7 separate regions of the Mus musculus genome follow, and all the other regions are linked to region 1. A link is a contact called in public HiCAR-type, HiChIP or PLAC-seq and promoter capture Hi-C data. All regions are on one chromosome and are shown on one strand. Each heading gives the region's core, a stretch centred on a gene start, on an enhancer-like site or on the middle of the called end of the contact. The rest is flanking DNA. Distances are from core to core; before and after follow the strand shown. Region 1 holds the start of Tfam (transcription factor A, mitochondrial). Region 2 holds the start of Slc16a9 (solute carrier family 16 (monocarboxylic acid transporters), member 9). Region 3 has its middle 72 kb from the start of Fam13c. Region 4 holds the start of Fam13c (family with sequence similarity 13, member C). Region 5 overlaps Fam13c (family with sequence similarity 13, member C). Region 6 overlaps Fam13c (family with sequence similarity 13, member C). Region 7 holds the start of Phyhipl (phytanoyl-CoA hydroxylase interacting protein-like).

Region 1 (3,569 bases), core at 689-3,188:
GAAATTATGTCTTATGCAGACTTCCATTTTAGGAAGACGCTATAATTTCTAATTGCTCGGTGCCTGGACTTACAGGAAAATGTGTTTTTACATCTGTTTGGATACACTCCAAGGGCAAACCAAACACAAAGGATCTTGTTGCTGTTGTGACAGGAGGTTTGAAAGGACGAGCTGGAAGTCCCCTTTACCCTCAAGAGAGAATGAAATGAAACCGGAAGTGATGGTAAACTGGGCTTAGAAGGAGTGGGTTTAGAGGAGTGGGTGTGGTCCTCTGTCTCTTGAAGGAGACAATGTTTTAAAGCTGCAGAAAGGAAGTAGACTCTCAGCTCAGTGTTACACTAGTAAGATTTTGCTTTCTTTTCAGAAAAAAAAAAAAGTACAGGTAGGCAGCAGAAGAGGCTGTTGTTGTTAGGTATATTCTCACCATGCTAACTCTGGCCGACCTGGAACTTGTATATAGAGCAAACTCTCAATCACAGATCTCTACCCACTTCTTACCTCCAGAGTGATTGGAGTGAAAGCATTCACCTCTGAGCCTGATGGATGACATAGTTATTTTTAAATGTTATTTATTTATTTTACCTTTGAAACAAAGTCTCTAGCCTGACTGACCTGGAATTTACTTTGTAGGCAAGGATAACCCTGCACTTGTGGTCCTGCCTCAGCTTCCCAAGTTCTGGAACTAGAGGCTTAAGACACCATGCCTGCTCTATGTGAGGATCCTGGCTTATGGGGGGGATCTAAGCCAACGGCTTTCTGTGCATCCTGGCAGGCATCCCTACCAGTTAAGCCACATTCCCAGACCTTAAGCAACATATTTTAACAGATTGAAGCCCTTGACCATTTTTAGATCTTCCTAATCTTTTCCATGCCATTGAATTAAAAAAAAAAAAAAAACCAACCAAACAAACAAAAATTGAGTTTTTTGTAGGACACAAACTGTACACTACCTCAAGTCCATCCTGGTCCCACAATTTCAGTGGTTTGGCTGGCTAAGCTCATCTAGTCCACGTGATCTGCAAAGTGGGAAACAATATTCAGGGCTCTGGCATGCCCTGCTCAGGTATTAATATAAGAATATTTTTGCTATCGCTTCTCAGCCTTTTGGAGAAGATCAAGTGAAGAATATTCTTGCTTTGTTGCTATTATGAGGGCTAGTTGTTTGGGTTTTTGTTTTGAGGCAGGGTCTCATGTAGTTTTGAACTTGCTATGTAGCAGGGGATGAATTTGAATGCCTGCCTCCGCCTCCCAAGGGCTGGGATTACAGGCCTGCACCATCAAGCTGGGTTCAGTTTATTAATTTTTTTTTCGTGACACATTTCCTTTTGTGTACATGTTTGTGTGTGTGTGTATGTCAAAGTCAGAGGGCAACTTGTTTGAGTTGGTTCTCTCTTTTAATCATGTAGGTCTTGGGGATAGAACTCAGCTTGCCAGGCTCTGGGCCATCTTGGGAACCCTCATTCCTTTCTATTAATTGTTAAAGAGAAGATAAATAAGGCGATCCATTTCAAGACCACTCCTCCCTCTCTTCCACCCCTCCAGTAGCCTTGTGGGCTTTCCTGCGGACTCATGAAACATGCAGTTTGCTGTTGGGGCATCAGCAGTACCACGGATCTCTAACTTCAGTAGCCAGGCACTGTGACACAAGCCGCAGCACCAGCGTCACGAAGCTCAGTAGGCAGCCCAGGCCCATGGTCCAGCAACAGCACGCAGGCAGCCCAGGAGAACACATGGCAGGGGCCTGGGGGTAAGCCGCCGCTCAGCAACACCCACCTTAGACCAGGCCCACCCTCCCTAGCCTCAGGCTCCGCCCCCTCCTCGGCCCGGCCCCGCCCACTGAGCGGTGGGGGACGCACAGCACCTCCTGTCCTCCCCGCCTCCTGCCGCGGACCGGAAGTCCGGGCTTCCCACAGTACCCCGCGCGCGGCGGGCATGATAACAAGCCCCCGGAGTTCCCACGCTGGTAGTGTGGCAGTCCATAGGCACCGTATTGCGTGAGACGAACCGGACGGCGCCGGGCCATCATTCGTCGGCCCGAGCGATGGCGCTGTTCCGGGGAATGTGGAGCGTGCTAAAAGCACTGGGGCGCACGGGGGTCGAGATGTGCGCGGGCTGCGGGGGTCGCATCCCCTCGTCTATCAGGTAGGCCGCGGGCGAGGGACGCCGTTCGTTCAGGCGTCCGTCTGCCCTCGTCCCACCCTCGTCCTCCGGGCCGCCTGGGGTCTCGCGCCTTTTGGTACCCGACCCCACTTCCTGTCACCTTCTACCTTTCGGCGCCTAGGGCGCTCTCCTTCTGCCTTGGAGGCGGGCCCTGAAGTTGTGGCGCGGAACGCTCGCCCGGACGCTGCCAGGAGGTCACCCAGGATGCCACGACTTGTTTTAGCCCTGCAGGCCCCTCTTTGGTTTGGCTAGGTCACCCATGATGCTAGGACTTGCTTCACCCCTCTTTGGTTTGGCTAGGTCACCCAAACCTGCCCTGTTTGCAAGCCTCAGCCCTGCAACCTCTTTTATTTTTTTGCTTAGGGTAGGTTGTTAAAGTAAGTCGGTTATGGAGCTTATACAGCTGAAGCCCCTTGCGTTTAATTGAATTCTTAGCACAGCAGAGGGAAGGGAAATGCACTCAAAGGTTATTACGATTATATATTTTTTTGGTTGATTGGTTGACTTTTTTTTTTTTTTTAATTTAAAAGATTGGGTCTCTCTGCATAGCCCTGGCTGTCCTAGAACTCCTTTTGTAGACTAGGCTGTCATTGACTTAACAGAGATCCACCTGCTCTGCCACTAGAATGTTGGGATTAAAGGCCTGTGCCACAACTGCTGGGCTAGTTATTAGCATTTTAGGTGGAGGTGTTGGATGTACAGCACCTTGGCTGACTTTGTACTTAGAATCTGAGATCTGTGTATGACTGTTACACGTATCTGACATTCCGTTCTTTTTACTTGTGTGTAGTCTTGTCTGTATTCCGAAGTGTTTTTCCAGCATGGGTAGCTATCCAAAGAAACCTATGAGTTCATACCTTCGATTTTCCACAGAACAGCTACCCAAATTTAAAGCTAAACACCCAGGTAAGGAGTTTGGGGCTTATGATCTTCTCTGATATGATTTTTTTTTTAATTGCAATCTTTGATTTGCATTACCAGAGCATCTAGTACAGTCATTTTCTTTGGTAGTCTGTATAAGTTTTTTTTTAACTAATAGAAGTTCTTTAAATATAAATGAGAAAAATAGTTTTAAAATAAGATGTAGAGGGCAGGAGAGATGGCTCAGTGGATAAGAGCACTGACTCTTCCAGAGGTCCTGAGTTCAGTTCCCAGCAACCACATGGTGGCTCACAACCATCTGTAATGGGATCCTATGCCCTCTTCTGGTGTGTCTGGAGACGGCCACTGTGTACTCATATACATAAAATGAGTAAATCTTAAAAAAAAAAACCAAAAAAACCAAAAAACCAAAAGCATGTAGAGTGAAGAGCACTGTAGAGAAAAGAGATAAAGTTGAGGCCTAGTTGTCCTGGGCAGTTGCTTGTTTGTAATGTCTAAGGTGCAATAAAATAACTTATCGGGAAGTG
Region 2 (3,569 bases), core at 394-2,893, 990 kb after region 1:
GGAGGAGGAGGAAAGAAAGGAAGGGAGGGAGGAAGGAAGGAAGGAAGGGAGGGAGGGAGGGAGGGAGGAAGGAAGGAAGGAAGGAAGGTAGGAAGAAAGGAAGAAAAGAAAAGAAAAGAAAAGAAAAGAAAAGAAAAAAATCCAGTCCAGAGTTCCTAATTTCACTCTTTGCCATCTTACCACGACCCTGAGGAGGAGGAGGAGGAGGAGGAGGAGGAGGAGGAGGAGGAGGAGGAGGAAAGAAAGAAAGAAAGAAAGAAAGAAAGAAAGAAAGAAAGAAAGAAAGAAAGAGAGAGAGAAAAGAAAGAAAAAAAATTTAAAAATCCAGTCCAGAGTTCCTAATGTCACTCTTTGCCATCTTACCACGCCCCTGGCCCTTTCTATAGAACCTTCATTAGAGACGAGTAGGATCCCTGTCTCTCCACTTACCCAAACACAGAAGGATGGGAAGCAAGGAAACCTGCTCTTCGGACATCGGCGGTGCTGAATATACAAGTTATTGCCAGTTGGCAGGTGAAAAGATTTTATTGTCTAATTTCTATTTGCTAGTCGAGGGTGGTTAATGGGTACCGACACTACTCTCTGCGCTCACAAAGTGTTTAACGGAGGCTGTAACCAATCGGCACACCCTTTCTTTCTCCAACCTAGCTCACTCCGTCTGTTGCCTAAGAGTATCTGAGTGGCCTCTGCTCTGCTCTGCTCTGCTCTAGGTGAACATGCCAATCTGGGCAAGTCAAGATGTCTAACTATTACCACTGAGCTGTAGCCCATCAGATGGGCCCAATGAGGCAAGTAAGATATCAACATAAATAATATGTAAATAATATCTGTAGTGTAAACACTGCCTAAACTTTCCGGATCATTTGTGCTGCATAGACCTGACATTCCAAGAACGAAGTAAAATCCCGACCTGATTGATGGTCAAGTTCCATGGCTTGCTGTTTCCCCTGAAGCCTCTGTGCATGGCTAAAACCAAAGAAGGGTTCCCTAGGCGAACCAGAGCTGAGGCATGCGCACCAAAATCCTTCTAAGTTTTGTTCAGGTGGCGGAGGAGCCGCCTGGCCGTTAGGCTCCTACACCCTGTAGCGCAGCCCGGGTGCTGCCCTGCCCGGAACCCAGCAGGATCTGCCCGCAACGTGAGCTGCTGTCCTTGCAGTTTACCAAACCTATGCGCCCCAGCCTGGATTCTCCCCAGCACCTGAGCCCACCTCCTCGGGAGCGGCCTTCTGGGAAGTGAGGACCCACTTGGGTCACACGTAGAAGGTATCCCAGGAGACTCATCTGGTGACATCCGAGCTCTCATCTCCCCCATTCTCCCTGCAAAAGGCAACCCTACGAGTATTTTTGCAGAGGCAGTTACTCTTTCTAGAAGAGGGTGCAGAGTGCTCCGCGGCGCTCTCAGGACGCTTTCAGCCCGGGCAGACCAGAAGCCGGCCGGTAGCTGTGCACCCGCGGGTGACAGCACCGCCTCCTTTCGGTGCAGTTTGCAGGGTGAGGGGACAGCTCCCGCCGGGACCTTCCCAGTTCCTGGGGTTTTTACCTGAGTCCCGGCCTCGGCTGGGGCCGCGGGCGCAGCTCCGGCCGCAGCTGCTGATCCGGGCCCTGCGCTGGGCGAGCAGTCCCGCTGCGCGCAATATACGGCCGCCGCCCTCTGCCCTCGGGACACATGGAGTGCAGCCCGCCCGGCCGGCTCCACCTTCCCCACCCCCACCGCCCACCCCGGGAAGTCACTCCCGGGGTGGTCCCACTCTCAGATCTCCTCTGCAGGGGCACCCTGGCCAGTCTGAACCGGCTGAGACTGCACGCCCGCTGGGGGAAGGAAGAGGAGGCGGAGGAGGAGGAGATGGAGGCGGTGGAAAAGCCGGCGGTAGGGGCGCTGCGTCTACACCCGTAGCTTAAGGCCCGGCTAGGAGTGGGGGGAGGGCCGGACCCGAGTCCCCTTGGTCTCCCGAAGCTCTCCCGCATACCCCCCGCCAAGCACCGTGTGCATTTGCGAGGAGCCTGTGTGGAACTGAATACAAGGGTCGCCTGCTCTCCCTGGCTTCCCTGGGTCGCTGGGAGCCTCCTGGCCAGAGCTGTACTCGTGGGCAGAGATCCCAGAGGAAAGCGAACTAGAAACCTAGAACTTTGTGAAGTTGGTACTCTTTGGCAGTAGGGAGTATAAGATGCCAAGGGCTTTCCTTTGGGACAACTCCGCGGGAAAGGCGGGTGTCCAGGAGGTCGAAGAGGGAGGGAGAAGTTATGTGAAGACCGTCAGGTGTCTTGAAGTAGAACCAGGCTGTCACTAGCTGTGGTGCAAAGCAACTCACGCTGGAGCTACCTACCATGCATGGCTCTCTGCGCTGTCACCGAAGCCCACTGCAGAAAACTTTAGGGTTCCAGGGGCTAACGAATGTGTGGACACCGTTCGCTCCAGGGATATGTCTGCAATGTGGCGTGTGCTCACCCTCTGCCCCATTAACTTTCTGTCTGTTGAATTCTTGAAGAGAACTATGTCTATCTAACAGCGTGAGAATTCCCTTCATACCACGCAAAGCCTGCGTTCTTAGGCGGCAAGGACTACCTCCTGCAAAGTTAAGAGTTGAGCCACCTAGGTCTTTTCAGCTTATTTCCTTATCTATGATATTTTCAGAATCTTGCCTGCATCGTGGAGAGTGGGGGAGGGTTGAGAAGTCAGAAAAGGTACGGAATCTGGCCATGCCCACCACCCTGAGAAGTGGCTTTAGCGCTTCTCTCCAACACCCCCTTTCTATTCAGGTTATGGAGAAGTCCTCTCAAACATATTATTCTTGTCCCCGGAGAGAGCTTACTTGCCACCCCCAGCACCCAAGTATAACTAAGCATGACTGCAGCTGCTGTCAAAACCATAGCACCAAAGAGGTAGAGGCTACCCTTATTAGAAAGCTCCGGGTCTCACTTAGAGACCCTCTCTTCAAAACCAAGGTGGACTGTTGCTGAGAAACACACACACAGACACACACACACACACACACACTCAAAGTGGAAGAAAAATCAGAAAAATACTTAATAGTAACAGTAGCCCACTGTGGTGATTCACACCTATACCCAATTGAAGAGGCAGATCGCTGGGAGTTCAGGTCCATCCTGGGCTACATAATGAATTTTAGGCTAGCCTGGGCTACAGAGACCTCATCTGAAAAGAAACACTACCAATTAAAAACAATAACAAAACAGTGCCCATGGAAGGCAGGTAGTATCCAAACAAACAAAAACCTTATGGGAGGAAAAAGAAAGGAAAAGCTGTCAGCATCCTAAAAATGTGTTTGTGAAGAAGAAAGGGGCTCTGTATCCACTCCCGATGGTGGTCTCATTTAGAACGGATGACTTGTGTTCACTCACGGTATCTACAGCTGCCTGAAAACCTATCTCATCTCCCCCTCTGTGCTTCAGGAACAGGTACTTTGGAAAGCTTTCCTTGATCTGCATAGATTCCAGCTGCCAGAGTACATGCGGATGCCCTCACGTGCAGATCAAACAAGTTACTGTCTGTGAAACTGTTTGGGAAACCCTGCCTATTTGCATCCTCAGCTGTGTGAAATCAGCACAGG
Region 3 (3,569 bases), core at 327-2,826, 870 kb after region 1:
GTAACACACTGATAACAAGAAGGTGACAGTACACACCTGTAATCCTGTAATCAGCAGGAGATGCTGAGGCAGGAGGATATCAGGTTTGAGGGGTACCTATGCTGCATTGCAAGACCTTGTCTCAAATTCAGGGGTGGTGTGTGAAGAAAACACTATGTTAAAAAAAAAGATTAAGGAACAGAAATAAACTCTGGGGTTTAGTTAATAAGAGCATCGATACTGGTTCCTAAAGAGTAATTCTAAAGCAGGCTGTCAATCAAGTAAAACAGGCGTAGCTATCACAGCTCTTCTGTGAATTGCAAGCCAGTTTAAATCCTTTTTTTATTGTAAAAGGAAATGTTAGCACCTTGAGGACTGGAAAATTAACGTGCTTGGATTAGTTGGTTGGTTGGTTGGTTTTGTTTTTTCTGATATCCCCAACTTTTTAGTCTCAAAGGGAGAAAGTGTGCATGTAGAAAGAAAGAAAAAAGAAAAAAGAAAAAAAAAAGACGCTGTTCCCTAAAACCAACACAGTAGCAAGCAAGATGAAAAACGCAGCTTAAGCTTCCAGAGGATTTCAATTCAGCTTAAAGTACAGAAACAAATGCCGCCGTGCATTAAACTAACCTGAAAGGTTTCAAGTGTACCCTTCAAAAGTTGTGTTTATTCCAAATTCACCTGGAAGAGGCGTGGATTGCCACCTGTCGACTTAGCCCTGTGCCTCATCAGTGTATAACGTCACTGGGTCCTGTCGAATGGGGTGTGCGGCAAGCAGAAAACACAACAGTTGGGCCAGATCCCAAACTGGAGAACAGAGCTGAGTTATGGGAAAGGGGGTGGGGGTGGGGGACACAAAAAAGGAAGAGGGAGGGGGGGGTTAGAAGGGACTTCTGGCTGAGGTGGCTCATCACCTGAGACCAAAGGCTTCCCAGGAACTCCAAGCCTTCCCAGGTGAGAAGGAAGCTCTTTGCAGCCATGTTCCCTAGCAAAGCAGGCTGTGTGGGCAAGGCCCTGACTTCCATGGAAGGACTGTGTTTGTGAGCTGCCCGAGTAAATAGACATCTTCTAAAGGAACTGCAGACCCCACCGCCCTGTGTTTCCAGCGTCACTTGCGCACCCCAGTGGGGCAAGCTGTAGAGTTCTTAGCCAGTCCTCTGCAGTAGATATGAATGCTTTCAGACTCCAGCATCAGGCTTGGAACTTCAGCTACGGGGCTGAGGCAGGGAATCGTGAGTTCAAAACCAGCCTAAGGAGCTCAGTGAGACCTTGTCTCAAAATAAAAACAGGAACATCAAAGTGGAGCTGGGAATACAGAAGGCTTGCTCAGTGAGAGTGTGCTGTTCAGTCTCCAGCAGAAAATAAATCCAAACACAAAAACCAGAAAGGAAATCTACTCAAAGTTTGGACTAAGCGTCTACTATTTTGTTCCATAAAACAAACTTGGATGCTGTTGACAAAAAGGTACTAGTCTACACTGAAATAAACTACAAAGGTTTTGGGGGACATTAGAATAGGAGTTTATTACAGTCCTGGGCTGGTGTAGAGCAGGCAGGCAGCCATTCAGGAGTCAGACTCCAGTTGCCCTGTGGCGCCATCTTGCTTTAGGGCGGTAAAACTACTCGCTTTGGGAACCAGGCTGAAAGCCCGGGAAAGTGTCCCTAGCTGCTTCAAAACAGCAGCTACAAGTCAGCTCACACTGCACCAGCAAAGCCCGCAGGGCTGGGGAACATGGTCCCCAGGCTGGGCGCATGCTCATTAGCTGGGCAGCACCTGCCAGCCACTAGCCTGCACCACAGAGCCAGAAGGTATTCCTTCGGGGGGAGGGGGGGGGAGCCATCTCAGCCACCCTGGGGAGATGCAGAGCCTTAATGACAATCTGACTCCTTCTCAGACTCTGGGGAATCCAAAGCATAAGGCAGAAAGAATTTACTTCTAATTTCACCCCCTTGGAGCAGAAGTTACAGTAACTGAAAGAACCTGGAGAAAAAGCATAAAAGCTTTACACTAGAATCTCCCAAAGTACTGCCTGGGACAGAAGGCCAAAACTAGCACTTGCTGCCTTTCTGCCACAGAACACAGAATGCAGAACTATTCTGTGCAGAAATGACAATGTAACCTCCACCCCCCAATCTCCAGGCCCCTTCCAGCAAAGTCCAGGTTCTGTCCATTCTCATTGTACCAACAAATGCAGGCATCAACTTTTAAAAGTTTCAAGATGGTCTGGTCTTTGGTTCATTTATTTTTATTCTTTGCAGCCGGTGGGAGGCTGGAGGCTGACACAGTGTCTGCTTAGGAGTCGGAAGACATTGTTTCTAGTGGTTGTGGATATCTTGCCCCCTGGGGTTCCAGCAAAGAGCCAGGAAGAGATGTTTGGAGTGGTGGGTTGTTCCATCTGTTCTGTGGGGTTTGTCTGAGACAGCTTACACAGTAGGGGAGCATCCAGTTGTTGCAATAGAATCCCAGTGTGGAGAGATTCCGTTTACTATGTATGATGCTCTCTTGGGTCTGCTGGGGAGATGGCTGCTCCTGTTCACCTGTTCTGCTTTCTTCCTTGATCCAGCAATGGCCTTGGCAGAAAACAAAGGAAAGGAAAGATCGAGGGGAGGCGAGGCGAGGCGAGGCGAGGCGAGGCGAGGCGAGGCAGAAAAAGAGAAAAATCTAGTCTGCCACGCCCACTTTTCTCTTACCCTCACCCATTCCTGGCCAGAGAGTTTGGTATCCATGCACACATTTTCTGGACTCTTACCTTCGTTGTGCTTGTTAATTTTGCCGCTGCCACTGCTGCATTATGCTGAGTTAAACAGAAGATGAGCCAGCAAGATGCCTCCATGGTTAATAGCACTTGCTGCCAAGCATGATGATCTGAGTTCAATTCCCAGGCCCTACATCAGGGAAGGAGAGAACTGACTCCCAAAAGTTGTGTTCTGATTCCCACGTGTGCATGGCATGGCATAGAAGAGTACGCAGGAGTATTCTCTCTCTCTCTCTCTCTCTCTCTCTCTCTCTCTCTCACACACACACACACACACACACACTCAAATATAATTTTTATATATCGGTAGGGAAATGGAGGCAAGATCCTAGCTCTACAGATTCTCTACTTTCTGGTGAATGAACTCAAGGTCTTCACCTCCCTGCCCCCAAATAGCTACTGTTATCTTCCTCAATGACTGATCAAGGCCTGGTGTGTCCTGGAGGAGTCAGATGACATCATCATGGCTTTGCTAGGGACAGACCCAATGGACCATTTGACTTCTTAGTTCGCTCAGGGATTTGGTAGACCTGTGTAGAAAAGTCTTTTTTCCTGCCCATTTCCATCCTTTGAGGATCAACAGCCATTTCATTTGATGCTCACGAAGCAACCTGACCTGAAGATCTCTCGGAATGGGGTGACTTTGGAAAAGTGACTTTGGGGTGACTGGTCAGTTGACTCCCCACAGAGAGGAGAAAGAAAAGCCTCCGGTCCTCAGGGATAAACCGGTGCTTGCTGGATGTTCCCATGGTAGAGACATTTTGGTAATAAGAACCAATATCAGTAATATTATCATTGATAAATAATTAGATATATCTTAATAACTTCCATGCAAAGG
Region 4 (3,569 bases), core at 578-3,077, 800 kb after region 1:
ATCAGAACTCCTTGGGGAGTATCCAAGGACAAGACACCAAGAGTCTCCCCAGCATTTAACCATAACAAACACACACACACACACACACACACACACACACACACACACCATATGAAAGCTGGAACTAAAAGTCTCCATCTTGAAACTCCTGGGCCTGTGACTATGGCTGACTCTAGGAATACAGCCACACAACACTCCCAAGAATCAGGCCCAGAAAAACATGTGGTGCCAAGGAACCCAGAGGAAAAGAGAGATGTTACCTGACCACTTATCCAGGAAATTCAGGCCTCATCCTTGGCCCACAGGTATCTCTCCCCACCTCTCTCTTTCTCTATCTTTCTATTGCAAGGCAATGTCACTATCGTGTCCAGGGTTCCAGTGGACAGGCCATAGTGAATCATTGAAAGTCAACCTGGTCCTTATTTTAAAGAGACCCCACTTAGATGAGCTCAAAGCGGGGTACTAAGTCAGTAGCAAACCAGACAAGCAAAAGTGCATGGGGAAGAGGCCCAGAAAGCACAGTGGAACCTCAGCCCTCCCTCTCCAAGTCTCTGCAACAGTGGCAGGATCTGAAAGCCAAAAGATGCTCTCGTCACTGTTCAGGTTTCTTTAGCAAACAGCTTCTAAGCCACTTGTAGCCTCTGTATGAAACTCACAATTCTCTTAAGTAGTGGGATACACAACTTTGCGCATGCACACACACACACAGCCTGCTGCAAAAAGCTTTTACCGAGTAGCTTTTACCAAAAGGTCCCAGAAGTAAACACTAATTTCCCTACGATAAAATGGAATACATATAGTTTATACTCCCAGCTATATGTGAATTGCATACAGTGCCAGCAAAATCTACTCCACGTTCACCTCTGATATATAGATTCTATTAAGAAAATACTAAGGAAGAGATGACCAAAATAAAAACAAAGCACTATCAATATCAACACACACACACACACACACACACACACACGCACACACACGGGCTGGCCTAGAGTAAAACATTATTTCCCTTCCCTCCACTATGAACTGTTATTAGGTTGTTAGTCAGGCAAGGCGTTTCTCTATAGTCACATTATTGTGGCCAGACGAGAAAAATCACAAAAAGGCATCTAGAAAAGTTTACCGCACTGTGTCTTAAAAATCTGTACACACGGAGAGGGAAGGTGAGTTTACCCTGTTTAAATATGCTGGAATTAAACTCCTGCTAGCTCACATCCGTCTATTTGGGGCAAATGTACACTGCGTGCACTCCATGAAAACTGACACTCATGTTGGCAAAATACAACCCAGCTTCCTTTCTGACATGTCACATAGATTTTTTTTTAAGCTAAGCTCCAAGATTGCATATTTTGGGCCACGGAGCCTCCCGCAGCAATCAAGCTAGGTTTATTACTCCCCCCACCCCCCGCTTCCGCTCCTCACTCCCTACCCCCGCGCACCCTCCACCCCGAGCTGCCAAAATACTGGCTGCAACCTGTGTGAGGTTTGTGGGCCCCGCCAGCCTCGCAGCCTCAGGATCCAGGAGACAATGCATCGCCTGGAAAGAGGGCTTGGGGACAGGGGTGGGGTGGGGTGGAGTGGGGTGGCAGCGGGAGGGGATACCTTCACCATAGTTGCTTCGGAGACAGGAATGCAAGTCGATTGTAAGGGCAAGAAGCACTTACTCAGTTACAGCGGCGCTGCCGAAGGAATTATCCTGAAGGCTGAAACAGAAACAAGAAAACATGAGCCAAGTGCGGCCGGGGAGCCGTCTCCCTAATTGCTCTCCCGGAGTTAGAGCACCCACACAAACATGGCATTGCCAGGCAAGTCTTAGGGCTCGCCCGGCACGCTCGCTCTACCTTGGGCTGCTGTCTGCACATGCTCCTGACGACACCCCCAGCAGGGGCCCAGCGGCACCGGCGAACCACAAAGCCCAGCAGCCCGCGAGGCTGCGGGGACGATGGGGCGGGGCGCGGCGGCGCGCGACCGGGGGCTTCAGCCTCAGGAACCTGGAGCTGCTCCGCGCAACCCTGGTAGGCAGCTAGGAGCTACAGAGAGTCCAAGCTGCTTGAGCCTGCCACCTCAGCCTCAGCTGGCAATACAGATTGCGTCGTCCCCCCCACCCCCCAGTGGATACAATGCCCGCCTCCCATGGCTTGTTACCTCCCCAGCCCCCACCCCACCCTAGGGATGCAAACGAGCAAAGATGCTTCTGTCGCTTTTCCTGAAAGCATGGAGAGATCGAGAAGGAGGAGAGGGATATGGATGCTGAGTTTTGATTTATTTTCACTGTGTGTTGGTTTTTATTGCCTAGAACAAAAGGGCTCCCAAGGGCGGGCTGCATCCCGACAGGTCCGTCTGCGCTCTTGTTATTTTACTCCGCTAGAGGAAGCGCCCAGCGCAGGACCACAGAGATGTGAATGAACCTATGCAGGCGAATGTAGAATGCTTTCCAGGCCTTCGCTGATGCCTAGGACACCGTGCCAGGCGGGGAGATGGACTCCTACCCCCACAGCAGCCCCGCACCTTCACAAAGGATGGAATGACAACTCACAAACGTTGTTCCCTTTGATGGAGTCTACTTTGTTGGGGGAAGGGAGGGCCGGTCAGCCCCACCCCCACCCCGCTTTATTCTTGCTTGGAGATGTTTACCCTGCCCCGTTCCCATTGTCCATGTTTCCTGACATGTTGACCTTGACTTGGAAAGACCTGCCTCTGAATTTTGAAATACGATCACAGACTTACGTGTTGAACTATACTATGCATGTGTTCTTAATCCTACTGTCCCATGGAACTAGGTTCTAGATGGCAACGTGAAGTCTAATCACAGGATATCTTCCTGTCCTCAGATCCAAAGACTGTCACTTTCCCAAACGCCCCTGCGCTCGAGGGCTGTGGTGCCCATTCTGGGTAGTTCAGTGTGAAGAAAGACCAGCCTTTTGATTGCGTAAACATCTCCAGTGATTCATCTAGAACAGAAGGAACAATGCTTTCACCTGAAAAACAGCAGTTGATATGAATATGCTGTGGACCAGTTGAAAATATAATGAACCCTCTGAGAGGCCCAACAAGCAGCTGAAAGAGTCAGATGCAGATACTAGCACCCAACCAATGGACAGAAGCGGGGGACCCCTGTGGATGAATTGGGGAAAAGCTGGAAGAAGCTGAGGAGGAGGGCAGCCCCATGGGAAGACCAGCAGTCTCAACTGACCTGGAACCCGGAGATCTCTCAGAAACTGAGCCACCAGCCAGGCGTCATACACCAGCTGATATGAGGCGGCCAACACATATACAGCAGAGGACTGCTGGGTCTGGCCTCAGAGAAGATGCACCTAACCCTTGAGAGACTTGAGGCCCTGGGGAGTGGGGAGGTCTGGTAAAGTGAGGGGAGGGGGTGGCGACATCCTCTTGGGGGCGGGGATGGAATGGTGAGCGGGGGCGGGGTGAATGGCAGACCAGAATAAAAATAAATAAATAAATAAATTTTTAAAAAATAAAAATAAAATAAAATGAAATAATAAACGTGCTCCACAAATCCAGAGATTCAATAATGCCCAGAGGGAGGAAAAGACTAGTTCTCCACAGCCCAC
Region 5 (3,569 bases), core at 549-3,048, 750 kb after region 1:
AGTCTTTAAGAGTAAATGTGGTTCAGAGTCTACTATAAAATGTGCAACTACAAAATTAAGTAGAACAAATAACTCAGCAATGTGTGTAAAACACACACACACACACACACACACACACACACACACTTAGTCCTTCAAAACTCTAATCCCACACAGGTTATGAACAGAAGAAAAAAATACAGAGAGGAGACGAAAGGGATCTTTGTGTGTTGTGTGTGTAGTGCATACATAGTATGTAGTGTACATCTTGAAAAGAGACAGCGTTGTTGACAAGAGAAGTCATTGCATCACTGAGAAGATGAGAAGTAACTTTCCCGGTCTCCAAGTGGCCTTGACCACAGCCCTTGAACCCACTGTCCGAGTCCTCAGCTGACGTTCAGCTCATATACACCTCTGTCTCTTTTGTTCCTGACTCTACCCCACGTTAAACCACCAAGGTTTCTAAAACATTCAGTCATCAAGGACAGCATGTTCTTTCTCCAGGAAATGCATCTAACAATGATCCCTAAGCTTATCAAACATGTTCCTTCTGGGAATTGGATGTTCAAATGCTTAGTTCTAGAAATTAAGACTGTTCCTTTTAGACAGAAGCAAACTCATCTTGTGATAATTATCAGCCTACTTGGTGCTCTCTGACCTTGAACAAACTCGTGGATACATTTAAGTATTCTGTGCTCCGAAAGTATTCTTGGTGGTCCTGTCTACTCTGAGACTGGTCTGAACTGGAATCAAGTATCATTCCAGCAGGAATTCTCTTTCACACACAATTCTTTTTCACATCAACATTGAAACAGTAGCAACGAGGCCTAAGTGAACATTACAATAGTGGTTCTATATAAGTGGAAAGATTACAAGACTAACATGTGGATGAATTTCTACATTTTCCAACATTGTTATTATTATTATTATTATTATTATTATTTTAATTACTATTACTACTATTACTGTCAATGTTAATAAATGTCCCTTTGCCTTGTACCACACCAATGTTAGATAAAAGTGATAACTATGTATCAAATGTCCAAGGGTGGGTTTCTTAGAGGAGGAGGAGGGGGAGGAAGATGGGAAGCAGAAAATACCTACAGGGTTTCCTTCCCGTAATGATCACGAAGTCTTCTTCAATCAGTGCAAGGACTTCGTGTGGAACTCTGGTCTCCATAACAAGAGGAGGGAAATATTTTTATCTGTGTCAGTGAGAACCAGTATTCTTAAACTAATGTCCATCTATGTCTAAGCTTTTACACAGCTAAAGCAGTGGGCTTTTTCAATATGAGAGCCAAAAGGGCCTTAACCATTCATTGGAAGAACCAACTCTTTATATTAGAAGAGAACCTGAGAGACGGAAGCAGGGAGATCACAAGTTCAAGGGCATCTTCAGCCATGGAGTGATTTTGGGAATACTTATGGCTAATGAGACTCTGCTCTCATTAGCCAAGAAACAAAATAAAAAAGACCAAGACGAGCAAGGTCACCTGTAAGACCATGAACTTCTTAATGCAAATGTTCTTGTATCTCACAGGTTGGTCTGTGTCTATAGGGGAGGAAGGAAGTGGGATTGGGACTTGCTGTTTGAAACACACCCCAGAGAACCCGCTCATGACCCAAGCGTGTACTAGGGAGTCTTGACATCAGTAAGAGAAGCTATTTGCTATTTCTATTTCATCCCTGCCCTTCTCACAAAACACCAAACAGAACCCAAGTAGCTCAATAAAGAGAAAGCAGGTGTGGGAATGCTCAGAGCCCCTGCCCTGGAACAGTCCACGCATGCGCATGGGGATAGCTCCTTTTGTATTGCTAGAAAGCTCTGTCCCGCTCGCTCGCCTCTTAAACATCTTTTCTCCTTCAAGCGGAACTCATTAGGAATCTGCTCACTTCTATTTTAAAAAAAAATTTTTTTAAATAAAAACAACTAGTGAGACACACACACACACACACACACACACACACACTGTCTCAAAACAAAAGATAAAAGGCTTTATTCCCCCCAAGGAAAAGTAGCTGCCAAGAAAACTTCCTCTCTCCAAAAAGCAACAAAGCTTTCAGGCTTTCCTTTCATCTAAAGGATCACAAACAGAGAAACAGGAAAAGCATCAAAGGCTATTATGCTTGCGCAGGGTCCACGGCTCCCTGGAAAACTGGGGACTCACAGATAAAGAAGCCAGTGAGCTTCCAGTTTAGCCACCGGCCTAATTAATACCAATGCTGCTGAGAAACAGCTCCTGTTGATACAGAGGAGGTCTTTAATGACACTGAAGGCTTAATTTTGTCATAAATTTTAATACAGTATTTTAAATACAAGTGAGTTAATCACTCTCCAAAGTAAATTCACTGGGCTGGGGAAGAAATCCCCACCTTCATTAGCAGTCTCTGAGATTCCTGAATTCCCCCTCTTTTCTCATAGCTGAAGGCATAGGCTTTAGCAATAAACCTCAGTTAAACTGATGCATATTCATGCAGTTGCTCTAAACTGATTTACAGTTCTTGTCTTGGCCCTGGAACCCACGGGAGTGAGAACCGAAGGAAGCCACAGCCTCTCTGGGTTGTGTGTGGTAAGCCATTGGTGGGCTTTCTAGTTCCGAGGGGAAAAGCAATTCTCTAGGTGTACTGATCTCGTTAAATACCAGACACAGAGGAGCATCCAGAGTAGCCAAACATCTGAAAAGTACTCAGAGGCACCAAAAGTCCGTGGTAACATGTAAACTGTCAACTAGAAAAGGGTCTTTAAAACACTGCTGGCCGGGCCGGGCGTGGTGGTCCACGCCTTTAATCCCAGCACTCGGGAGGCAGAGGCAGGCGGACTTCTGAGTTCGAGGCCAGCCTGGTCTACAAAGTGAGGTCCAGGACAGCCAGGGCTATACAGAGAAACCCTGTCTCAAAAAAAAAAAAAAAAAACAAACAAACAAACAAAAAAAAACACTGCTGGCCTCTGCGTTCTAGATGAGGAGTTAGCTGGAGCTCGCAAGATGAGCAGTTGCCAGGAAGAGGATTGAAGTAGGCATCCTTAATCAAATGCCAAGTAGCCAGCATAAGTAAATGGGGGGCGGGGTCAGGGAGACTGTCTGATCACTATATCTGTGCGAGGCAAGGTATGCATACCGAGGCAAGGTATGCATACGCCAGGCAGCCCCACTCTTGGAAGTTTTCAAACAAAAGCTGAAAACTCTAGATTTTTCAAAACAGACTCATAATCGTTTACAACACTGTGGGAGTCGAATGTGTCCCCTCACTACACATCCACATAGGCGCTGTATTTGTACTGCTGAGGGATGTAGGACGGGGGCAGGAAGGGCAGATGGGCAGGAGGCCAAGTGGAGTGAGGAGGCTAAAATAACCTGAGGTGGCTAAGAGAACATTCCAGACAGCCATGGGAGTCTTACAAGAAGAGGAGATCAAGATAACAGTTTCAAAACTTTTTTAAAAAGAGTTCCCCCAACAAATGTTTTAGGAATTGTTCCTGAAAAGGTACAGTGTAATAACCACCCAAGATGTCCTTAACCTCAGCCTTTGCCTGCGCCCATCATAGGACCTTCTGTGCATTCAGACAGGACGCCATACTTTTCTCACTTTAA
Region 6 (3,569 bases), core at 436-2,935, 720 kb after region 1:
TTTAAAGCACTGACTGGCCCCTGTCCCAATCAGTATTCTACCTACATTTGACCCAAACACAGTGCCCAATACAAGAGGCACTTACCCCCAAGGAGGCCATCAACTGTCAATGACATGTGGCCACAGGGCAGTCTTTTGACACTTACTATGTCCCACTAGGCCTCAGGGTCCTCATGGCCACGAGTATTGCTCCATGGTTCACTTCAGTAAGTTACTACCATAAAAATGCATAAACAGTTCCCTGATCATAGGAATATAAGTAACAGGACTAGCTACCCTTAGCAGCTCCTATAAGCACTGTTAATTAAAACAAATTCCAACACTGCAGATGACCATCCGGCCTGCTTAGGGCACGTGAGATGTTCTTAAACAGAAGTGTGTTAAGTAAGGACTGCTGTTCATGCTACTGAATTGGATTGCCATTTCCAATCTCTTCCTCTAAACCCTGGAGATTACAGGCCTCTTCTAGAGCTAGCTTCCCTAAGCCCTTTGAGGCCCCGCCCTCAATCCAGGGAGCCGGCTGCAAGCCTCTGTCAGATTTGTATAGAGAAGGATAAACTTCCTCCTCAGGTAAATTGCTATTTCCTTCCTCTGGAATTCTTCCTGAGAGTATTAATTTGCCTTCTGTTGGCTAGCCAAACAGCCGTCCCTAGGATTGAAAGTAGAAAAACCGAAGGGGGAAAAAAATCAGACGCAGAAGAAGCTGGAACAAGGATACACGATCGGAATGAGCCCAGAGCTAACCACTCATCCCTGCTTACTCAGCGTAAGATCAGTTATACAGAGAGTGAACAGAGGAGATGAAACTCCCCTGGTCCTCAGTGTCCCAAACGCATGCTAAGTTTTAAGATAGTACAGACCATCTAAGTCCAGTAGAACACACTACTCCTCATTACAGAGCAACCAGAAAAATTGCAAGAAGTTGTAACCCGATGCTTCCAGCTGACTCCCATTTAAGAAAGTCTGCCTGGCAACTAATCCTAAAACCTCCCGTTCCCCCTCAGCAGCTCCTAGGCTTGGGCTTTGATGTTGCATCATTTCTGTCCGGAGTCCAGGCGGAGGCTGAGCTGTCTCCTGAGTACCACGCGGGACATCCCCCAGACTCTGCCTCTTACCTGCAGGATCTGCGCTGTCGGCAGGCGCACTCTGCGTGGAAGCTGGGGCCGGGTCCTTAACTCCGTGCACCTGGCCATCTTCTTCCTGGGTCGTCAGAAACGCGGAGCACAGACCAGACTCGAGGGCTTGGAGCTTCAGCAAGGAATTCTGCCAACAAAAGCAGAACATGAAGCCAGCTAAGCGGTTGCCTTAACACACAGCTCTGGGGGCTGCAGCTCTCCGGCAGCTTCGTCCGGTGCCTGGCAGGAAAGGGGTCTCGGCTAGCTGCAGCTGTTTCTCGGGGAAAGGAGCTGCTGGTCCCCAGTCAGATGCACAATGGTCCTCAGCAGCTTCAGTTTCTGGCTCGTTACAATCCTAACGTATACGGTTTATCCGTGATACATGGGACCTGGGATTTCGTCAGCAAGAGACACTGCATCTGGAGAGCCAATCTCAGAAGGTGTCCGCTTCGCAAGTGCTGGGGCTTTTACGCTCCTCCGCGCAACTGTTCATTCACTGTGCTGACATCAGGAGCCAGACATTAGGCCACTCCCAGGCTACCATTCATAAAAGCCACCGTCCCTCCAAGACACAGACTGCGGCAGACCGCAGCACACAAAGAGTTACAGCTGCAGAGGCTGCCTGGCATCTAGGAGGGGCTTCTGGGCCCTTTCACCTAGCTTTACAGCACGCCTTCTAAAGTTACTTCTCTTGCAGGGGGCGGGGGTGAGGGGTGGGGGATGCTGCAGCTGCCTCCTCTGGGGAAAGGAGTCTTGGGAGCTGGCGCTGGCCCCTTTAGCCTAACTCAGCTACTTGATGGAGAGCAATTGATCCTTTGCAGCCTACAGTACAATCTCCCGCCTACCCCCTCGTGTCGCATTTTTAATTTCTCCCAGGTTCTTAGTAAGGACAAGTCATGCAGACTGACGCACTTCTGATGCAGCAGCCCCGGCAAACTGATTCCCCTGGCAGGTGAAAATGAATCATGCCTGAGTCCAGGCTGGGCACTTCCAGGCCACAGCGGGACAGCTCAGCAGGTTACGAATCCGCCCACCTCCCTCCAGCTGCGGCAAGGGCAGCCACAGGAAGCAGGGCCATTGGTCCTCTTCCCTACCCAAACCTTCCAACATCGGCAACTCTTACACTATTCGCCCCCTCACATATGCCACGCAGGCACACGCTGGAGCACCCCACTCTACAGCTCCAACCCCCGCCTGGCCCACATACCTACACACACACACACACATACACACACACCTCCCCCACACACCTTGCCTCCAATACCACTCACACATACATATACTCTAACATACCTTAACCCCCAAATGCTCATACTATGTACATTTTCATGCCAACCTCAACCCCCACTTACATACCCTATTCTACAAGCACATCTCTTTACCTACCACTCCCATACTAACAAGACCCCCCACTCTTCCTCCTCTTTCACACATACACCCCTACTTCTGACTGGCCCATATCCTTCTTCATGCATGTTCAATACCCTCATACCAACCCCTGTTCCTTCACATTGTGCCTCTAACTCACAACACTCTGCCTTATATACACTCTTGTATGCCTACCTACCCAAGTATCTCCTCCCGCATCCCTCTACCAATTTCTCCCCACTGCTTTTAGCCACTGAGCTGACATGGCAGCAGTGTTTTTCACATGATGCTCCCCCGAGGGATGTTTGAAACTTTCTCAGACATTCTGAAGTCAGTGGGCACCTCAGCAACTCAGGTCCCTTCTCCACCGGGCACAGATACGCTCACGAGCTGACATGAACACTGTCTGCCCTCAGAGGTGATTCCTAACAGCCAAAGCAGCAAGCATAGCCTGAGAGTAGATGATTTCCGTGGCCCTCTTCTCCCTGCTGGGACATGACTCCAGCAGCTGAGAGAGAGCTCAAGGTTGCTGAGAAGAGAAGCAGATAGAGCAAAGGCACCAAGTTTCTAGAAGAATCTAGCCATCAGTCACCAATCAGTTAGAGGGCACCAATCAGTTGGAGGACACCAATCAGTTGGAGGACACCAATCAGTTGGAGGTAACCAATAAGTTGGAGGTAACCAATCAATTGATGAATACCAATCAATCAGTTGGTAGATACCAATCAGTTGATGATAACCAATCAATCACTCGGTGGATATCAATCAGTTGATGGACACCAAGGTCGACATCAAGGAAATCAGAATGGTCTCTTCACAAGCACTTTCATGTACAGTAAAGAGCTAGACAATGCCATGGAACTGTGGCGTGATAGAGCCATGCAGGAAAGAGCATGGTGGGCCCTGCGTATCTTAAGGATACAGATACCATATTACACAGCCTCATTGTCAGGTATGTACTGGAAAGAACTGAACTCAAAGGCTTGGACAGTTTTGTGAGCACCCACATCTACGGCGTTTCAGGAGCTTAGAGGTGTTATTGGTTGAATTCCATTCCAAAGTTCCTCCATTGAAGCTCTATTCTCA
Region 7 (3,569 bases), core at 405-2,904, 640 kb after region 1:
CTCTCCTTAAGGTATCTCCTACCTTGATACTGGAATGTTTTTCCCAGCTCAAAACAAAGGTCCATCTCATTAATCCCGAAGTTCATAACGAGGACATTTCACTTAATGATACCAAATTACCTTACACGGATGTTTATCAACCTTCAATTGTGCCAAATTTCCTCACGGGTTTATTTTATCTAAAGCGGGGCCTTCCATTTTATGAGACATCAATTAACTAGATTTAGTTGTTTATGGCTAAATGGATGTGACTAGAAAAGGCAGCATATAGTAATCTATATGTAAATTGTTTTTATTGGTGAATATCAATGTTTGAAATTGGAAAATGAGTAAACATGGAACATAAATTATTACCAATAACTATAAATAATACAAGGGGGAGAGGGGCTTCTTTTGATCCCGTGATACCAAGAAAAACAAAATAACATTCCGAATCAGTAAATGAGAACAGAGGCCAACAGGCTGTCATCTATATAGGCTTTATTTTTAAAACCTTTGCACCATCAGAGTGCACTGAAATATCTTAGGTGCTCCTGAAAGCAATGGGGCGTGCAAATATGGCCATCACTGGAAGACCACAGGTCCCCCTTTCATTTTCTAGGGTAACAAAGAACAGGTGATGTGTTTCAGCCTGTATTTTTCAGTCAGAACAATGCCGGGCCCAGGGAGAGCACTGAAGACTTGTTTGTTAGCTGAGTGGGTGAGGAGGCAAGCTGACAAGTGGCTGTCACCCGGAAGCTGCCTCCTCAGCAGCCAGCCGCCAGCATCCTGTGTAGCCTCACCTGTCCCGCAGCACCGACCTGAGTTCGCGCTCGCTGCCCGGTGCAGTCCTCAGGTGGCCGCTCATTGCTCACTGCGGGGCCTGGTGAGGAACGGCGGCTGGGCGCGCAGAGCGGGGACCGGGAACCCTAGGCGGCTCGGGCCTCAGTTTCCCAATGTGTGTTCAACAAGCAACAGGCGCGCGCTCGCCTCGCCGCAGCCCGGGGTGGCCGTCCGGCTCTACCTGGCATTGTGAAAAGAGCCTAGCCGCCATCGCCGGGCGAGCGCGACGCGCCGAGCAGCTTGCCACAGCCCGCGCTCCTCGCGCGCTCCATCCTCCTTCGCTTCCAGCGGGAGAAGGCGCGCGGGAGAGCCAAGCGAGGGCGCGTGCGCGCGGCAGGCGGGGTCGGGATGCGCAGGGAAGCAGTGGGGCGCGCATGCGCGTGCGCGCGACAGGCGCCCCGGGGGGTACGGTCTACGCGCCCGCAGGTAGGTTGCGGGTGCGCGCCCCAGGACAAGGGCAGCGATGGAGGCGTGTCAGAGCGTGGGCGCGCCACTGGCTGGGAGCGGAGCCCTAGAGAGGAGAGCGGAGGGCGCGTCCGCGTCCGTGCGCGTACGCGCGCGCGGCAGGTAGGGGGCGGGGTCCGCGTGCCGTAAAAAAGGGGCGGGGCCCTGTGCAGGCAGGTAGGCGCGACCCCGGACCCCTGTCCTCCGTGCGCGTGTGCGCAAGGGCGGGCGGCAGGCAGGGGGCGGGGTCTGCGAGAGGTAGGAAAGGGGCGGGGCCCGGGTGCAGGCAGGTAGGCGCGTCCACCGCCAGCCCCGCCCCCGTGAGCGTGCGCGGCCCTCCCTTCAGGCGAGAGCGCGCTCTTCCCGCGCTCGCGCCGGCCGGCGTTCAGTCTACGAGCCGCGCACTCGAAGGAGCTTCTGCCGCCGCTGCCGCCGCCGCCACCACCACCGCCGCCGCCGCCTCGGCCGCGACTCCCGACCGGAGGTTGCCCTCGTCCTCAGCCTTCTCAGGCCTTTCCCGCCCTTCGCCCCGCCGGCCGCTGGCGCCTGGCTTCGACGCGGGGTCGCGAAGATGGAGGTGCCGCGCCTGGACCATGCCCTCAGCAGCCCCAGTAGTCCGTGTGAGGAGATCAAGAACCTCAGCCTGGAGGCCATCCAGCTGTGCGACCGTGATGGTGAGGAACGGAGGCACCGGCGGGAGACAAAAGGACGCGGGCGGAGGTGTCCGGTCCCTGGGAGAGGGCGCCTCTCGGGTCCGCGGGAGAAGGCTGCTGGAGGGAGAGGGCGCCTCTCGGGTCCGCGGGAGAAGGCTGCTGGGGGAAGAGGGCGCCTCTCTGGTCTTTAGGAGAGGGCGCCGCTCAGGTCCGCGGGAGAAGGCTACCGGGGGAGAGGGATCCAATGGGTCCGCGGGAGAGGGCTCCACTGGGGAAAAGGAACCGTTCGGATCCGCGGGAGAATGCTCCGCGGTGGAGAGGGCGCCTCTCGGGTCCGCGGCCCGGTGTTGCCTATTCTGCAGCAGGCAGATCTTGGGTCTCCCGACCAGGGACTTACCCGCCACCGCGAAGGCTAGACTGGATAGGCTTGAACAAAAACTTACCCATTCTCTTGCAAACCTCTGAACCCCAGGAGTGTCTGTCTAACTGGGGTGAGCCTCCTAGTATTTTAGTCGGGGACAGAAAAGCTGCGTTTCAGCACCAAGGACAGACACTAGGCTCTTGGTTCTGGGCAGGGATTATGAGGCTGTCAAAAATCCGAACAGGATATTGGTCCTTCCTCTACGTTTGCTGAGATTCGGTGTGTGTGCAGCACACACCATTGTGTGTTGATGTGTCAGTACTCTATTGTTAAAGTTGGCAGTCTACGAAAAGGAAATGACTGATCACAGGGTCCGAGTGTTAAAGTGCTAGCTAGCTAGTACTCTGCAGTGTGGGCACGGCGCTGTGTGTTGGGCTAGTTAGAGTATCAGTGTTGGGCACAGAATGGTGTGTTGGGCTAGTTGGAGGATAAGAGTTGTTTCAGTGATTTGGAATAAAACTTCATTTGTAAAGAAGTCGTCTGATTGCTGATTGGCCAAATAATTGTTAAATTCTGCATATAAAACCGGTTGACATGGAAATACGATTATCAGTGAAAATGTTCAACTGTATATGAGTAATAGCTATAGAACATTTTAAAAGAAAAGTTATGAGAGCTATTAATTGGTGCACGGTAAGGTCATTAAATGTAGCAGGATAACTCATATAGGAAACAAAGATCTTGATTTTTTTTAAAGGCATTGAAATGGACATTTAAGTCGACTGAGCACTAAAGTCCTGCTTACTAATAATTTTTAATTGTTAGTGTGAATTTATTTTTAATAATCTCTAAATGAAAATTCAAACTCTTTGAACACAACAAACCTTAACTTATGAAAGAGGTGTAGTCTGAATAATTAAGTATTCTTGTAAAGACTGTTTATTTCCTTTGTCGGTAGATTAGCTTTGTAAATTGCAGCTATTTTTATTTTCTCAGATTGGTTTCAGAGAAAACCAAGATTCTAATAAAAGTAGATTTGATTTTTATTTGATTCAGCAATTTATCAAATACTCATTCAAATAATAAGTGGAACTAGACAACCTAATGCTGTTCCTCAGACCTTAATAATTTCAGTTTTTAAAATTGTGTTTTCTGTGTTTATCAGGGGTGTCAGGGAAATGTTTGTTTAATAAAGTTCAGAGTACTAAGGTAGGCTGTGGGAGTTAGTTCTGCTTTTACTATATTCTGCTCTGGAGTTGTAGCTCTTTTGATCCATTTTTAGTTGTTTC

Evidence for each region. Promoter capture Hi-C pulls out the DNA fragments that hold promoters and counts their contacts. HiCAR-type assays count read pairs that join an accessible place to other places. HiChIP or PLAC-seq counts read pairs in DNA pulled down with a chosen protein or histone mark.
Region 2: an H3K4me3 HiChIP or PLAC-seq map of embryonic forebrain shows a contact between it and region 1, with 5 times the contacts expected there. The contact joins the promoter of Slc16a9 here to the promoter of Tfam in region 1. A contact is called at or near these places in 2 of 39 promoter capture datasets (cranial neural crest and hippocampal neurons) and 2 of 115 datasets of contacts at active chromatin or transcription factors (astrocytes and embryonic forebrain).
Region 3: a promoter capture Hi-C map of hippocampal neurons shows a contact between it and region 1, with 2.7 times the contacts expected there. The contact joins the enhancer-like site here to the promoter of Tfam in region 1. A contact is called at or near these places in 8 of 39 promoter capture datasets (the 3T3-L1 cell line, 3T3-L1-derived adipocytes, the C10 cell line and 4 more), 14 of 484 Hi-C or Micro-C datasets (the AtT-20 cell line, adipose-derived mesenchymal stem cells, cardiomyocytes and 10 more) and 1 of 115 datasets of contacts at active chromatin or transcription factors (astrocytes).
Region 4: a contact with region 1 is called in a HiCAR-type map of astrocytes, with 4 times the contacts expected there. The contact joins the promoter of Fam13c here to the promoter of Tfam in region 1. A contact is called at or near these places in 8 of 39 promoter capture datasets (the 3T3-L1 cell line, 3T3-L1-derived adipocytes, cranial neural crest and 4 more), 4 of 484 Hi-C or Micro-C datasets (cerebral cortex, cortical neurons, embryonic stem cells and 1 more), 5 of 115 datasets of contacts at active chromatin or transcription factors (astrocytes, embryonic midbrain, embryonic stem cells and 2 more) and 1 of 9 other capture datasets (embryonic stem cells).
Region 5: a contact with region 1 is called in an H3K27ac HiChIP or PLAC-seq map of stem cell-derived neural progenitor cells, with 4 times the contacts expected there. The contact joins the enhancer-like site here to the promoter of Tfam in region 1. A contact is called at or near these places in 6 of 39 promoter capture datasets (the 3T3-L1 cell line, 3T3-L1-derived adipocytes, cranial neural crest and 2 more), 1 of 484 Hi-C or Micro-C datasets (cortical neurons), 2 of 115 datasets of contacts at active chromatin or transcription factors (astrocytes and stem cell-derived neural progenitor cells) and 1 of 9 other capture datasets (embryonic stem cells).
Region 6: an H3K4me3 HiChIP or PLAC-seq map of forebrain shows a contact between it and region 1, with 5 times the contacts expected there. The contact joins the enhancer-like site here to the promoter of Tfam in region 1. A contact is called at or near these places in 2 of 39 promoter capture datasets (3T3-L1-derived adipocytes and hippocampal neurons), 1 of 484 Hi-C or Micro-C datasets (cortical neurons) and 2 of 115 datasets of contacts at active chromatin or transcription factors (astrocytes and forebrain).
Region 7: a contact with region 1 is called in a HiCAR-type map of astrocytes, with 3 times the contacts expected there. The contact joins the promoter of Phyhipl here to the promoter of Tfam in region 1. A contact is called at or near these places in 10 of 39 promoter capture datasets (the 3T3-L1 cell line, the C10 cell line, cranial neural crest and 5 more), 12 of 484 Hi-C or Micro-C datasets (adipose-derived mesenchymal stem cells, cranial neural crest, embryonic fibroblasts and 6 more), 14 of 115 datasets of contacts at active chromatin or transcription factors (PVALB interneurons, VIP interneurons, astrocytes and 11 more) and 1 of 9 other capture datasets (pancreatic islet).

What each region holds. Positions count from the first base shown.
Region 1 is chr10:71,236,413-71,239,981 of GRCm38.p6, reverse strand. It overlaps Tfam (transcription factor A, mitochondrial), which reads left to right and starts at 1,938. Exons shown (of 7, transcript NM_009360.4): 1 at 1,938-2,142; 2 at 2,951-3,066. The coding sequence starts at 2,042.
Region 2 is chr10:70,243,350-70,246,918 of GRCm38.p6, reverse strand. Slc16a9 (solute carrier family 16 (monocarboxylic acid transporters), member 9) reads right to left here and starts at 1,643. Exons shown (of 6, transcript NM_025807.3): 1 at 1,541-1,643.
Region 3 is chr10:70,366,963-70,370,531 of GRCm38.p6, reverse strand. No RefSeq gene overlaps it. Among named protein-coding and RNA genes, the nearest start is that of Fam13c, 72 kb to the left of the region's middle. Within about 2 kb of position 1,576, at least 55 of the 459 cell types and tissues checked have an H3K27ac peak or open chromatin away from gene starts, as enhancers often do. A contact at or near this core is called in cerebral cortex, cortical neurons, embryonic stem cells and 1 more, where this site is marked.
Region 4 is chr10:70,439,168-70,442,736 of GRCm38.p6, reverse strand. It overlaps Fam13c (family with sequence similarity 13, member C), which reads right to left and starts at 1,827. Exons shown (of 14, transcript NM_024244.4): 1 at 1,662-1,827. The coding sequence starts at 1,723.
Region 5 is chr10:70,483,645-70,487,213 of GRCm38.p6, reverse strand. The region is part of intron 4 of Fam13c (family with sequence similarity 13, member C); the gene reads right to left. Among named protein-coding and RNA genes, the nearest start is that of Fam13c, 45 kb to the right of the region's middle. Within about 2 kb of position 1,798, at least 40 of the 459 cell types and tissues checked have an H3K27ac peak or open chromatin away from gene starts, as enhancers often do. A contact at or near this core is called in astrocytes, cortical neurons and stem cell-derived neural progenitor cells, where this site is marked.
Region 6 is chr10:70,518,472-70,522,040 of GRCm38.p6, reverse strand. It overlaps Fam13c (family with sequence similarity 13, member C), which reads right to left. Exons shown (of 14, transcript NM_024244.4): 6 at 1,116-1,263. Among named protein-coding and RNA genes, the nearest start is that of Phyhipl, 79 kb to the left of the region's middle. Within about 2 kb of position 1,685, at least 147 of the 459 cell types and tissues checked have an H3K27ac peak or open chromatin away from gene starts, as enhancers often do. A contact at or near this core is called in astrocytes, cortical neurons, forebrain and 1 more, where this site is marked.
Region 7 is chr10:70,597,376-70,600,944 of GRCm38.p6, reverse strand. It overlaps Phyhipl (phytanoyl-CoA hydroxylase interacting protein-like), which reads left to right and starts at 1,654. Exons shown (of 5, transcript NM_178621.4): 1 at 1,654-1,940. The coding sequence starts at 1,838.